Linked DNA regions of Triticum aestivum: region 1 is linked to region 2. A link is a contact called in public Hi-C data. All regions are on one chromosome and are shown on one strand. Each heading gives the region's core, a stretch centred on a gene start, on an enhancer-like site or on the middle of the called end of the contact. The rest is flanking DNA. Distances are from core to core; before and after follow the strand shown.

Region 1 (7,530 bases), core at 3,436-5,935, 130 kb after region 2:
TGTGAGGCATAAAACAAAGAAGGGGCAACAGGGGAGGCGGACCGGGCTACTCGGGAGGCGGGCGGCGGGCGGCAAAGGGCGATGGTGGGGACGCAGTGGCCGACCGCGGGGAAGGTAGGAGTGGAGGTTCGAACAACCCAATTTATTTCTCACATATGGGCTGAGTTTTGGGGGGGGGGGGGGGGGGGGGGGGGGGTGTCCGAACATGTAACACAATATTGGAGGAGACCTGTTGGGCTGCATTTTTTTTGTCCGGGCAGTTTGACACACAGATGGGGGAGGTTTGAGGACCACAATTAGAGACGCCCTCACGTGCTTATAGGTCACTAAAGGAGATTCATCAAATCACGTCCAATACTTCTCTCCATCCCATTCTTCTTCTTCTTTTTGGCTAGGAAAACTTTCAATCTATTCATCAACTACCAAGACAGTACAAAGAACATCAGAAGTAAAAAAATACATCCAGATCCGTAGACCACGTAGCGACGACTACAAGCATTGGAGTGAGTTGAAGGCACACCCGTTCCTTACTTGTTTGTGGCGATGTGTGCAAGGATAGCTTTATCTGTCTTGAACATGCCCCTTACCTTTTTCGGCCTCTTTTTTCAACTCAAATTGCATCAGTATGCAAAATTAAGAAAAAAAAACAATGAGATGCACATAACGTGCAAACAATTGGAAGATAAATTTTGCATGGCAAACAATTCAATCAGAGTTCATAATCCTGATTCAACAAACCAAATAAATCAGTGCTCATCATCAGTCCGCTGTGATCAAGTTTTGGTTCCAAGGAGTATATTGCTAGCAGTGAGGCCTTGGCCCCTTTGCTATCGCACACAAGTGAGGAAAACATTAGTCTGTTGTGATCCAGCAATCATGCATGCATGCAGGTCCTTGTCCTCCTTGCCACAGCCTCATTCGTGATGCACATTCCCTCGATCTGTTCTCTCGATCTTCTCCGATAAGAAGAGCTAAAGCAACATTGAGTTTTCCTTTTCAATGGCTGTTGGATTCAGCATGGGCCCAGCGTCGTTTCACATGGAAATACGCAACTTGCATCGGAAGATATTTTGATCAGCATCGATCGGCATGGTCTCCATGCGTAAGCTAGCACGCGTGGCAACGTAGGATGGGGACACATGTGCACCCACCACACAAAGGCCAAAACCATCCGTCCAAATGTTTCTCCCTCCCCTCCGTTGTCCTGTCGGTAGTCACTTCAATGCTGTTCGTCGCTTCCTCTCGGGTCTCATGTCCAATTTTGGTACAGAATTCTGGAAGATTAACCCTGTTGAATAATATAAACATATTTTGTACAGATTATTTCCAATAATCAATAAAAGGTATTCTTAACATGGTTATCATCTCCACTTGGTTTTGGCGTCCTTATGGCTCACGAACACAAGCGTTCATGACTTCAAATTTATTCGCTATGTTTTTTCTCATTCACGCACATACATTTTTTTCTAGGAAACTTTTGATCTATTCATCACTAATATAACAACACAACGAACACCAAAAATAATAAAATCAACATCCAAAACCATCGACCACCCAGTGACGACTACAAGCACTGAAACAAGCTGAATGCGTGTCACCATCATCACTCCTCCCTCGCTGGAGCCGGGCAAAACTTGTCATAGTAGACAATCAGAGATTGTCGTGCTAAGGCCTCATAGGGCCAATGCACTAGAATAACAACTGCCACCGATGAAGAGAAGCGTAGATCGAAAGGATCCAACCTAAAGACACACCAACGAAGACGAACAAAGACCGGATTCGAGTGGATCCATCAAAGATAACCACCGACCGAATCTTGCGAGGACTACTGGAGACACGCCTCAACGTGCCCTCCGACGATGCTAGACGCATCACCGGAACAGTGGCTAGGCATGGAGAACCTTATTCCATCTTTAGGGAGGCACCGCCGACTCGTCTCCCTGATTAGAACAAAAATCCTAGTAGAACTCAAAGAAAACAAATAAAAACGAACCCTCCCGCCAGTAAGGGTCGGGATCCACCCCCCCCCCCCTAGTCCTAAGGTCACAGGAGACGAGGCAAATCGGAGATGCCTCCGACGAGAGGCAAAAACCCTAACCGCTTGTTCGCTTGGAGGAAAGGCGAAGAGGCAGAAAATAATGACATACACGCACATACACTTAACTCCGTGCATTCGGCTTATACAATCTACATGGGTCGGTTTATAATGGTTTTCGGCTTGTACGATTTTAATACTTCAGTAAATATGATAAGGAATTAAGTTATTGTTCGGATTGATGTAAACCAAATTATTTCGGTATGGTTTCGGTATATACTGTAATAACCAAAGTTCAAGTGAATTTGAAAATGACATAATAATAATTTACAAATTTATGACTCAAACATGTACTTCTTATACAAACAATATATATAACTGTATATAAGTATATATGCATCCATGGATTCATACCATGATGGGTATGGACGTGCTTAGCAATTTTTAAGAGAAAAGCAACTACGTTACAATAAAAATGAACTTGATTAGCAGGGAATCATGCCATGATGGGTATGAACGTGATTAGTAGGGATTCATGCCATGATGGGTATGCCAATGCAAGGCACGCCACTAGTAAGTGTCCCACTAGTAGCGTGTCGGTGCAGTCTTATGCCATAATATATAACTCAATTGCCTCAAACTACTTTGTACATCTAGCTTCATCAACTTTCACCTTCTCTTCTTCCTCCCCTTCACTTATTTCTTCTCCCTCTTGTCTTATTTCTTCACTTCCTTCTTCTCCTCCTCTCTCTTTCCGTTTAATTCTTCCTCCTCTCCCTTATATCTTCTTCCCCCTCACTATATTTCCCCTCTCTCTTCTCTTATTCCTTCACTTCTTCCTCCTCCCTCTAGCCGACGAGTACCCTACGTGGCCGAGAATAGAGCCACCGAAGCGTAGAGATAAGGTAGCAGCTCCACGCACGAGCCTGAGTTGGCCGAGGGCGCCGTAATTAGCCTTCCTCACCGTCGTCGTGGCCGAGCTCCTCATCGCTCCCGTCGTCTCGGTCATGAAGTCTCTACCATTGCCTATGTACCCCGTGTCTGGCTAATCATCACACTACAGCAGCACGTCCACCAAATCCTGTGACAAATCATACACCACCGGTGGCAAGCCCCCCCCCCCCCTAAAAAACTGGCGAGCCCACTCGTCCTCCTTTGTGTCTCCAAATGACCTTTTGCTCAGAGAACCTCATTCACACCAAGAAATCCAAAATGAGACTTCTTCATCCATGATGTCCGTTAAACCAAGGTATAACAGTCCAATATAATTACCGGTTGCCCATGCCACAGTTATCAACATGTCAACTATGTAGTTACTCAGCTGTCATGTGATATTTAACAACATGGGACAACTATAGTTACCAGTTGCTCTTGTTACGTTTGTCGACTGTGTTAGGTCACAATTGACCAACATAGTAGTGATGTGGTTACATTGGTGGTTGTGGCGATGTCCAAATTTAGAACCTATGATTATCCATGAGTAGTCTAACAACCAATGTAATGTTTGTCGATTACAATATGTGAACAATATCGGTAACTCTTATAGTACCAGGCGATAACTTTCGACCTCAAAAATTATGAAAATGTGAGGGGAAAAAGTCCAGTATTAATGCTCAATAACTTTCGTGTGAACAAATTGGTAACATACGCATTACAACCTTGTACCTTCAAAAAAATGTCAAAACAAGCAACATCGAATCTAGTTTCAAAGACTTTGTCACGATGGATTTAATGGTGAGAAAGGAGTATGAATCGGACCAATGGCTTGAGCTATAAAACATTTGATTTGGTGAAATGTTTGTTGACATCAACTTTTTGTCATCTAGTGAATGCATGTATGTGCATCTGAGAAGGGGCGTGGGATTAACTTGTTTTTTCTACCTAAAATCAATCTTATGATGACTTGTGATTTGGCATACAGGATAGTTGTTTTACAGGTCATACGCACACACGGTTGCTTCACATTGCAAGTCAGATCGCTTGAACAACGATCCAACAAAACTGGCATTGGGCATGGGATTTTGTTATGAACACAGTAGAGAAGTAGACGCTCATACATACGCACATGCACACCCTATTCTTATGGGCATCTCCGATAGACTAAGCCAACACATCGTCTTGAGATTGATGTCGCCATAGACGCCTTCATAGTCGACATGTACGTCTCCTACCACTAAACACACATGGCCGAAAGACCTAAAATAAATCCAGAAAAAATGCGATCATCAATGCCAGGTCTAGAATTTGAATTCTGGTTGGTTGGTTCCACCAAGGAACCTAACCATCTCACCATCTGAGCTACCCTCGGTTTGTGGGCATGGGGTTATGACATGTGGATGATTTTGGTATACCTAGTTATTGCACGTCTAAATGACTCAATCAAACGAGAAAGAAAAATAATAATAATAATAAAAGACAAAAGAAAATGCTTGCACGAATCTTAATGAAAAATCAATGACATAGGGTTTAGATATGCAATACTTAGAGCACATCTAGATGTGCTTTAACAAAACTGTACCTAAAACATGTATGTAGAATCTATTCCAAGATCTGAATTATTGTATGACATGTGGGGCGGTTTTTTTGGAGTTTGTACATTAAACCATCACTTGTGCTAAACTTGGCTTGTCACTTTGTCGTGCATCAAACTGGCCCGGCTTTTCTCGTTACAAATAGCCCTCAAGCTTCCTTCAAACCCGCCCACCAGTAGCACATAGTGTGTTTGCCATGGTGGACCTATCGAACTTTCTAGAAGCCAATGCAGCAATGCCGTTTCCGGCCATGGAAGTTGCTCGGAGTCCTCACCTCCCATGCGTTCCCGTGGACGCGAACGCGACAGACAGCAACAGTGCCACCGACGTCCTCGACCTCTGGCGGCAGCAAAAACAAATCCCGGCTCCCTTCGTCTGGCCCAACGCCGACGCACGGCCGTCGTCGATGTTGGAGCTGGACGTGCCTGTGGTCGACATAGGCGCAGCTCTGCACAGCGCCGCCGGGATGGGCCGTGCCGCGGCGCAGGTCGCCGAGGCGTGCGCGAGCCACGGCTTCTTCCAGGTGACAGGGCACGGCGTGGACCCTGCGCTGGCCCGCGCCGCGCTCGACGGCGCGGCGGACTTCTTCCGACTGCCGCTCGCCACTAAGCAGGGCGCCCGCCGCTCCCCGGGGACCGTGGAAGGGTACGCCTCCGCCCACGCCGACCGCTTCGCCGCCAAGCTTCCCTGGAAGGAGACTCTCTCCTTCAGCCACAACCACGACGACGTCGGCGCCCGCGGCAACAGCCACGTCGTCGTGGACTACTTCACCTCCGCCCTAGGCGACGACTTCAAGCACCTAGGGTTGGTAAACCGACTTAATTGTTCTGCTTCTGCAGTCCGATTTTGGCACACACACCTAAACTACGTACGCGTGGTCGCAGGGAGGTGTACCAGGAGTACTGTGAGGCGATGGAGGAGGCGTCGCTGGCGATAATGGAGGTGCTGGGGATGAGCCTGGGGCTGGGGAGAGGGTACTACAGGGACTACTTCGCCGACGGCAGCTCCATCATGAGGTGCAACTACTACCCGCGGTGCCCGGAGCCGGACCGGACGCTGGGCACGGGGCCGCACTGCGACCCGTCGGCGCTGACCATCCTGCTGCAGGACGGCGACGTGGACGGGCTCCAGGTGCTCGTCGACGGCGCATGGCGCTTCGTGCGGCCAAAGACCGGCGAGCTCGTGGTAAACATCGGCGACACCTTCATGGTACGTACTCTTCCCGGTCTGCCGGTCATGGTATGGGATAGCTGCTATGATGTCTACAGGAACGTACGCACCATCGCTTGCTTAAATTTGTTCTAGACTAGATTCGATAATACTTGTAGTGTCATCTTCAATAAATACGGGAGTTGTTATTCCAGAGAACCGTTGCTCTATGGGATAGCTGCTAGTGTCGTCACGAGCGTAAAAGTGTTGCTCTCTCCGCAATCCACAGTGATCAACAACAGATCAACACGTAAGGACACAATTGCCTCTGAAGCAACACCTTGAGCACACGGCAACATGAATTTTTGTGAGAGGACGAGAACGACAGGTCGGCCGGAGGAGAACCATGGGAAGAAGCCAAACGTTTTTGCTAACACAAGTGCATGTTTATCTATATATAAAGACTGAAGCAAACGGCCTTTCAACTGCATCGCTTGTCTTAACTAGTTAACTCTTAACTGCATCGTGTGTCTCTACTATGTTCTTCTGTTGGATTGTATATTTCAACTACCAGTATTAGGCATTCATGCACGTCTACACATGGACACGCATATGTAAGTGATGCGTGCATGGTTAGTCGTCTCTTTCCAGGCAAGCTTTTGAACCACCAAGAGCGAGTGACCGGAAAAGGATACGCGGTTGTTTCTCTTTTGGCCGTTTTGGACGCTTGCCTATCTTGGCAGGCAGGCCGTGGTGGCCGGCGGGGCCTGTCCCCCGCAGCGGTGGGTGACGCCAAAGGAGTCTGTGTGCCGTGACGAGTGCCCGTCCGTAGCTCCTGCCTGCCCTCACCCCCCTATCTGTCTATGCTTGTGCGCGCGGCAGCGGAGCGCACAGCACTCGACCGACGACTCCTCCGCACGTCTCGTCATGCCCGCACCGGTCCGTGCGCCGGCCTCGTCCTCTCTTCTTTCTCTTTATTTAAAACGTGTCGAGTTGGCATCCCGGCGGCGAGCAGCCCGCGTGTCGAGCGCTCGGCTTCTTCCGATCCGAGGTTTTCTTTTGCTAGCCTAGCAGACGAGCACGGATTCACTTGCATTAGTTGGTGTATGTATGGCTTGCAGGCGCTGTCCAACGGGCGGTACAAGAGCTGCCTCCACCGCGCGGTGGTGCACCGGGAGAAAGAGCGCCGGTCGCTGGCCTACTTCCTCGCCCCGCGGGAGGACCGGGTGGTGCGCCCGCCACCGTCGCCGGCGCCGGCGCCGCGGCTCTACCCGGACTTCACCTGGGCGGAGCTCATGCGCTTCACGCAGCGCCACTACCGCGCCGACGCCCGCACGCTCGACGCCTTCGCGCGCTGGCTCGACCCGCCCACCTGCTCCGCCACGCCCTTGTCGCACGGCCCGGCCCAGGCCCAAGGGACTGTCTAGTGTGCGTGATTGATTAGCTATCTCTGCTGTTCTTGCTAAAAAAAATCTATCTCTGATGTTATATGTATACAACGACTTGTGTCTGTTCTGGGCTTGTGTTTCTTCTTGTATGTACATCCATCGGAGGCATATGTGAGCTAGTAACTGCGGTACTAACTAGTAATTAGTAGTATGTATATTTCTTACATCGTGATCCTTGTGTACCCAATCCACTACTTAGAAGTTGTTGAATGAAGTCATGTGGGATGCTCGAGGATAGAAGCTGAGTCAGATTGTGAACTTGTGATTGATGCAGTAAAAGATCCTTATAGATTCAATGGTTCCCAAGCAGCAATGATTGTTGAATGCGCTCGACTCTCTTGTGACTTCGGACAGGTGAAATTTTTCT
Region 2 (7,198 bases), core at 2,156-4,655:
TACTGAGGGGCCTAGTTGGCGCTTCAGGCGCCAGCTAAGAGACCTGGCGCTCACAGCCGCCGAATCATGGGCCGGCCCATGTGGCAAGCCATGCCCGCTCAACTCGCCCCGCCTCGAGGCTCATTCTCGTTCACTCGAGCCTCGAGGGCGAGAGCTCCTCCTTGGCGCCTTCAGCGCCCGCTGGCGATTCCAGCGCCCACTGTGTCACTAGCATGGGCCTGGCCCGGCAGCGAACGCTGGCTGCTGCCGCTCGCTTGATCGCTGGCTATCGCTGCCCGCTCGATCGCTGGCTCCCGCTTGATCTTTTTTTCTTCATTCTAAAAACTGCTACAGTGCAGACTATTTCTCTTAGAAAAAACCGGTTTGCTACTGTATGTACTCTTGTCTTAGAAAAAAAGTTCATCGACTTTAAAAATAAGTTCATTGAATTTGAAAAAAAATTCATCATGTTCCAAAAAAGTTCATCGAGTTTGAAAAAAGTTCATCGAGTTTCAAAAAAGTTCATCGAGTTTGAGAAAAAGTTCATCGAGCTTCAAAAAAGTTCATCGAGTTTGAAAAACTGTTCATCGAGTTTGAAAAAACTTCACCGAGTTTGAAAAAGGTTCATCGAGATTCAAAAAAGTTCATCGAGATTTTTAAAAAGTTCATCGATTTTAAAAAAAAGTTCATCGAATTTGAGAAAAAGTTCACCAAAATTTGAAATATAAATTTAATCGAATTTGAGAAAAAGTTCATCGATTTTGCATCAAACCCAGGAAGAAAGAGAAAAAAGAAAAACAGAAAATGGAAAAAAGAAAAAGGAAAAGGGAAAAAGGAAAAAAGAAAAGACAAGGAAGAAAAGAACAAGAAAGATGCACGTAACCACATTAGGCTTGCTAGCTTGATGGTTAGTGATGTGTACTATGAAGCAGGAGGTTGCCTGTTCGAATCGCGGTTCACCCGCTTTTCTTTTGCTTCGCGATTGCGGGAAGCAAAACGGGCCAGGCCCAAAAACGCGACGCGAGGAGAGGGGGGGTATGCGCCCGATTGCGGAAACAACTAAAACGGGCGCTTAAGGCGCCAAATAGGATTTAGCCTCGAGGGCTGCTTGTACGGTCTTGGTTGACTTTAAAAGGAGAGGAAAAAATTAAACAAAAAACCGCAAAAAAGGGAAAAATCGTGATTACAAAAAGTTCACAGATTTTGAAAAGCTTCGTCCATTTTATTTTAAAAAAAATCATCGAATTTCGAAAAAGTTCACAAATTTTTTAAAAAGTTCATCCATTTGAAAAAAAGTTCATCAAACTTGAAAAAGTTTATCGATTATGAAAAGGGTTCACCGAATTTAAGAAAACTTCATCAAACTAGAAAAAGTTCATCGATTTTGAAAAAAGTTCACCAAATTTAGAAAAGAGTTCATCCGTTTAAAATTTTTTTATCAAATTTGAAAAATAGTTCATCGATTTGAATGGGAAAATAATCAATTTTAAAATAGTTCATCTAATTTAGAAAAATGTTCATCAAATTTCAAAAAAGTTCACCGAATTTGATAAACAAGCTCATCAAATCCAAAAAAACATTCATTGAATTTTTTTTAAAAATCATCATATTGTAAAAATGACATCGATTTTGGAAAGAAAATTATTAGATTGTAAAAAAAAGTTCATCAATTTAGAAAAACAGTTCATCAAAATTAGAAAAAGTTCATGGATTTTTTTCAATAGATCATAGATTTTGAAAAAAAAATCATCAATTTGACAAGAAGTTCAGCGAATTCCCAAAAGTTCATCGATTTGAAGAAAAAGTTCACATTTTTACAAAAGCAATTCATTGAACCAGGAAGAAAAAAACAGAAAAAGAAAAATGAAAACAAAAAAAAGGAAAAAGAAAAAGAGTGAAAATAGGAAAGCAAAGGAATAAAAGAAGAAAACAGTTGGTGGTTACCAGAACGCACTTTGTGGCATGCTGGTTGGACGAGCATACCTCCGTGACTGTGACGGCGGTCGCCGGTTTGAGGGAGCTCCTACCTGCTCTCTCCGGCAGGTTGTCGCTCGCACGCACAAGGGGTCTACGCCTGGGCCGGCCCGATTGAGAACTGTAGCTCAAAAATAAAGGCCCGATTGAGAACTGTAGCATGAAAATAAAAGCGCCGAGCGGGTACCGAACCGAGGATCTCGTCCTAGCGTCAATGCGCTACTACCAGTGGAGCTAGCAAGCTTTAATGCTCAAAATACAGCACAAACATTAAAAATGAACTGCCGAGCGCAAATGCGATTTTTTTTCGAAATTTCAAACGCATTTTTCGACAAAAAAAAACTGAATGATTTGTGAAACGCAACTACTTTCGAATGTTTTGTGAAACGCAACTGCCACATTTTCGAAAATCATGAACAATGTTTTGATATGGGAACAATTTTGTAATCCCAGAACAAAATTTGTAAAGGTAAAAAAAATTATGAAACTGCGAACATTTTTTGAAATGTGAATTTTTTTTTAAACCGCACATTTTTTGAATTGTGAACAAATTTTGAAACATGAACAAATTTCAAATTCACGAACAAAAATTGTGAATATTTTTCGAATTATGAACAAATTTTGAAATCATAGATATTTTTTGAATTTTGAACAATTTATGAAACATGAATAAATTTCAAATTCGTGAACAAAATTATAAAACGGCGAGCATTTTTCAAATCTGCGGACAAATTTTGATACTGCAAACATTTTTCAAATTGTGAACAAATTTTGAAACATGAACAAATTTCAAATTGGTGAACAAAATTATAATGTTGTGAACATTTTTCGAATTCTGAACAAATTTGGAAACCGCAATTATTTTTCTCATTTTGAAGAAATTTGCAAACATGAATAAATTTCAAATTCGCGAACAAAAATGTAAAATTGTGAACATTTTTTGAATCTGCGAGTAAATTTTGAAAAGCTTGAACATTTTTGAATTGTGACAAATTTTGGAACACGAACAAATTTCAAATTCATGAACAAAATTATAAAATTATGAACATTTTTCGTTAAACCGTGAACATTATGAAAATAAAAACAAATGAAAAAAACAGAAAAAGAAAAATGAGAGAAGAAGAACAGAAAAAAGAAAATAGAAAAAACAGAATAAAGAAAAAATCAATTGAAGGAATAGTCTAGAAGTTTCCCAAAACCAGCTGGGAACCTCTAGAAGGTTCCCAAAACCTGGAGCGTTGGAACGATTCAACGGGCCGGGCTGTTGCGTCGCTGCTCGGTCGCTCGCCTGTTTGAAGCGTTTGTCGCAAAGAGCGGCAAATAGGATTTCCCCAGGTTCGTTACGTGAAACTGGCGTTGTTTTTGCCGGTTGAAAACACGGTATATGGGCCGAGCCCAACTAACGTAGCTGCAGACGCCGGTTTACAGAGAACAGCTATAACCGGCGCCTGTAGCGCTAAATAGGATTCGCCAAGTTAGACTGTCGAGGGTTCGCACAGGCGATCCCCCGAGGGCGAGAACTGGGCCAGCCGGTTTTGGGAGCCTTCCAGAAGGTTCCCTGAACCGGTTTTTGTGCTTATGTCGGTTTTAGCGGTTTTCTTATGTGATTTTTTCCTTTTTTTTCGTTTTTCTGTTTCATTTCTTTTTTCGGTTTCTTCTTCTCTGTTTCTTTTCTTTGCTTTTGTTTTTTGTTTCTTTTTCAGGTTCATATTTTCTCGTTTGCCTTTTTTAAAAAATTGCAAATTTAAAAAATGTGTAACATCTTCCAAACTTGTTCGTTTTTTACATTTTTTCGAAAATTAAAATTGTATTGATGTTTTAAAAAAATTGTTTGCATTGTTCAAAAGTTCAGAATTTTGAAATTTGTTCACGTTCTCCAAAAATTTGAAGTTTCAAAATTTTGTTCATGCTTTCCAAATATTGTTTGTGATTTCAAAATTTGTTCATGTTTTCAAAAAATTCAGAGTTTACAAAAATTGTTCGTCAATTTTTTGTTCTCATTTTCCAAAATTTTTTTGTGTGTTCAAATTTTTTTCATAAATCCCAAAATTTGTTCATGTTGAACAAAATTGTTTGCATTTTCCAAAGTATTCAGAATTTTGAAATTTGTTCACATTTTCAAAAAGGTCAAAGTATTAAAAAATATCATGTTTCTCCAAAATTGTTCGCAATCTTTAAATTTGTTTGTATTTTTTTGAAAGTTCAGAGTTTCAACTTTGTTCATGATTTCAAAAAAAAATCACATTTCTTAAAATTTCAAAAATGTGTTCGAAAATTTTTGTTCACGGATTTTGTTCCAAAATATTTTTCATTTTCAAATTTTGTTCTGAGTTTGAAGAAATGTTCTGTTTCAAAAATTGTTCACGGATTCTAAAAATATTCGCGTTTCCAAATGTTTGGTCGGAGTTTCAAAAAATTGTTGACATATTCAAAAACTATTTGAGATTTTTATGTTTCTTCTCAAATTTGAAAAGTGTTCGCTTACATTTTTTTTTCAAAATTGTTCGCGTTCGGAATTTGACAAAATGTTCGGATCTACATTATCTTTAGCTTCACGCGCCCTAGTAAACCAAGAAAAATTATCTATCACGTTGGCTATGCTCAGGCGTAAGCAATAGGAGGTCCCTTGTTCGATCCCTCCCTCGAGCACTCATTTTTTCAGGGTTTTCACTGTGTTGCGCTAATGGGACGGCCCAGCTGGAGTCGCGCCTGTGCGTCCGCTCGGCAATTCGCTGCAACGAGCGGGGCATTGGACCTCCATTGAGCCATCCTAAGCGAACGAACTTGTTGAACGTGACTTATTTGTATTGCTATTCCTATCTTCTCTAGCCTTGTATAGTTGACTCCTAGAGATATGGTAGGATTAGTTTCTTTGTCACGCAAGACATCCTGTGTATATATTGTGACCGACTCCATGAAATACAATTGAGTTGCATCCTACATCTTTCTACATGGTATCAGTTTCCCTCACGATCTCCATCGCTTCCGCCCTACGCCGCCGCACCTCCATGTAGCCGCCGCTGCACCCTTCCAACCCTAGGCCGCCGCCGCTCCTCTTTACTGCCGCCGGCGTCGCAACTCCCCAAAACCCTAAAGCCGCCGCTAGCCTCCCGTGGCCGCCGCCGCACCTCCCAAACCCTAACCGCCGCTGCCACCCCTCGCGCAGCCGCCACCCTCTCCAACACTGTCGTCGCCTTATGCCGCCGCCGCCCTCTCCCTCCACCACCTCCCAAACCCTAACGCGTCGCGCTCCCCTCTTACCATGTCCCGCTCCAAGGCCGATCCCTCCGACGCCGGCTCCTTCGCTGGCGCCATGTTCACCTCCGATCGCCTCAACGAGCTCCACATCAAGGATCATGTGCCCGTCATCCTCGACCTCGACTCGCCGTCCTACAATGCATGGCGCACCTACTTCGCACTGTTGTTCCGCTCCTACCGTCTCATCGAGCACGTTGATGGGAGCATCGACTTCCGCGACATGAAGGACGATGATGAGTGGCTTGCCGTGGACGCCTGCATCGTCAAGTGGCTCTTCCTCACCATCTCCCAAGGTCTCTTCAACATGGTGAACTCCCGTGACCCCTTGGTGTACGCCATGTGGACACGGTTGTGCGACCTCTTCCTCGACAATCAACTCCAACGCCGCGTCTTCCTCCAAGGGGAGTTTTTCACTATGCAGCAAAACGATCTTTCGATCGGTGAGTACTGCACGCGACAGAAGGTTCTCACCGACGAGCTGCACGACGTCGGCATGACCATCGACGACTCCGTCCTCCTTACAAACCTCCTTCGCGGCCTCCACCCCGACCTTGGCTAGTCCGCCGCCAACCTCTCCCTCGTCACGCCGACGTACGCGAAGGTAGTCATGTACCTTCGCATGGAGGAGAAGTGCCTTCGTCACTCCGCCCGGCAGGCGACCCTCGCCGCCGGCCACGACGCTCCTCCAGCCCCGCCAGCACCGCGCGCGCCTGCTCCCACCCCACCACCCGCGCCAGCGCCCTCTGGTGGCCGCAGGTAGAAGGGTCGCGGGTGTCGGGGCCGCAACGGCAATACGGCGCAGCGCCCTCCCGCGCCGAACGCTGCTGCTCCCCCTCCGCCGTGGCTCTCGGGGTACAATCCCTAGACGGGCGTCGTGCATGCTTGCTCCATGCCCGTCCCCTGTCCCCCCGCTCCGGGCATCCTCGGGCCACGGCCGACCTCTCGTCAAGCGATGCTGACCGTGCCGGCTCCCGCGGCATACGGCAACGCCGCGGCCTACGGTGGTTCTCCGGGCTACGACGCATATGGTGGCGCCCCTCCGGTCTATGACCCGGCGCTCCTCTCCGCTCTTCATGTTGCACCCTCGTCGAGCACCTACAACGGAGGCGGTGATTGGTACATGGGCACCGGCGCCGCCGCTCACATGGCCTCCAACCCCGGTATCCTCTCCTGTGCCTCCCCCCTATCCTTTCTCCTCTTGCATCGTGGTCGGTGATGGGAGTTCTCTCCCCATCACCCATCACGGTTCGTCCTCCCTCCCGTTACCTTCTTCTTCCTTAACACTTAATAATGTGCTTGTCTCACCATCCTTAATCAAAAACATATGTTTTGTACGTACTCTTACTCGTGAAAATCATGTCATTGTTGAGTTTGACGCTCTCGGTTTCTCTGTTAAGGATACTCGCTCCCGGAGGGTTCTGCACTGATGTGATTCTCCCGATGATCTCTACCCATGCGGTCCTACTACGCGCGACAGTCCGGTTGCTCTTCACGCCGATGTTTCACTTTGGCACGCTCGACTTGGTCATCTCGGCGCCGACGCTCTTCATAAAATTTTGAGCACTTTTCCCTTTCCATGTAATAAATCAGCGGCTCATACTTGTCATGCTTGCCGCATCGGCAAACATGTTCTCCTGCCATTTTCTTCACCTTCATCAATTCCTACTTTTCCCTTTGATGTTATTCATTGTGATGTTTGGACATCTCCAGTGCCTAGCAATTCGGGTTTATCATATTATCTTGTGATTTTAGATGATTTTTCTCACTTCACTTGGACTTTTCCGTTACGCCCCAAATCCGATGCCGCTTCCACTCTTCACTCTTCACTCTTTCTATGCTTACGACAAAACCCACTCTTATCATTAAAGCTTCTCTTAAGTTAATTATTCCCTCGGTATAAGTTCATCTTATATCTGGGATCTGGCCTTTTGCAATCATGGTTCCGACCATGTTCTCCTTTAAATACCATTTCTCGTACAAGTTTAAG

The links. Hi-C and Micro-C count contacts between places; a contact is called where the count stands out from the background.
Region 1: a contact with region 2 is called in a Hi-C map of an unstated tissue, with 5 times the contacts expected there. The contact joins the promoter of LOC123170018 here to the enhancer-like site in region 2. A contact is called at or near these places in 3 of 5 Hi-C or Micro-C datasets (leaf and an unstated tissue).

The regions. Positions count from the first base shown.
Region 1 is chr1D:361,865,865-361,873,394 of IWGSC CS RefSeq v2.1, forward strand. LOC123170018 (gibberellin 20 oxidase 2) reads left to right here and starts at 4,686. Exons shown (of 3, transcript XM_044587870.1): 1 at 4,686-5,370; 2 at 5,451-5,775; 3 at 6,837-7,377. The coding sequence starts at 4,763. The coding sequence ends at 7,142.
Region 2 is chr1D:361,740,361-361,747,558 of IWGSC CS RefSeq v2.1, forward strand. No RefSeq gene overlaps it. Among protein-coding and RNA genes, the nearest start is that of LOC123170018, 130 kb to the right of the region's middle. Within about 2 kb of position 3,406, at least 3 of the 8 cell types and tissues checked have an H3K27ac peak or open chromatin away from gene starts, as enhancers often do. A contact at or near this core is called in leaf, where this site is marked.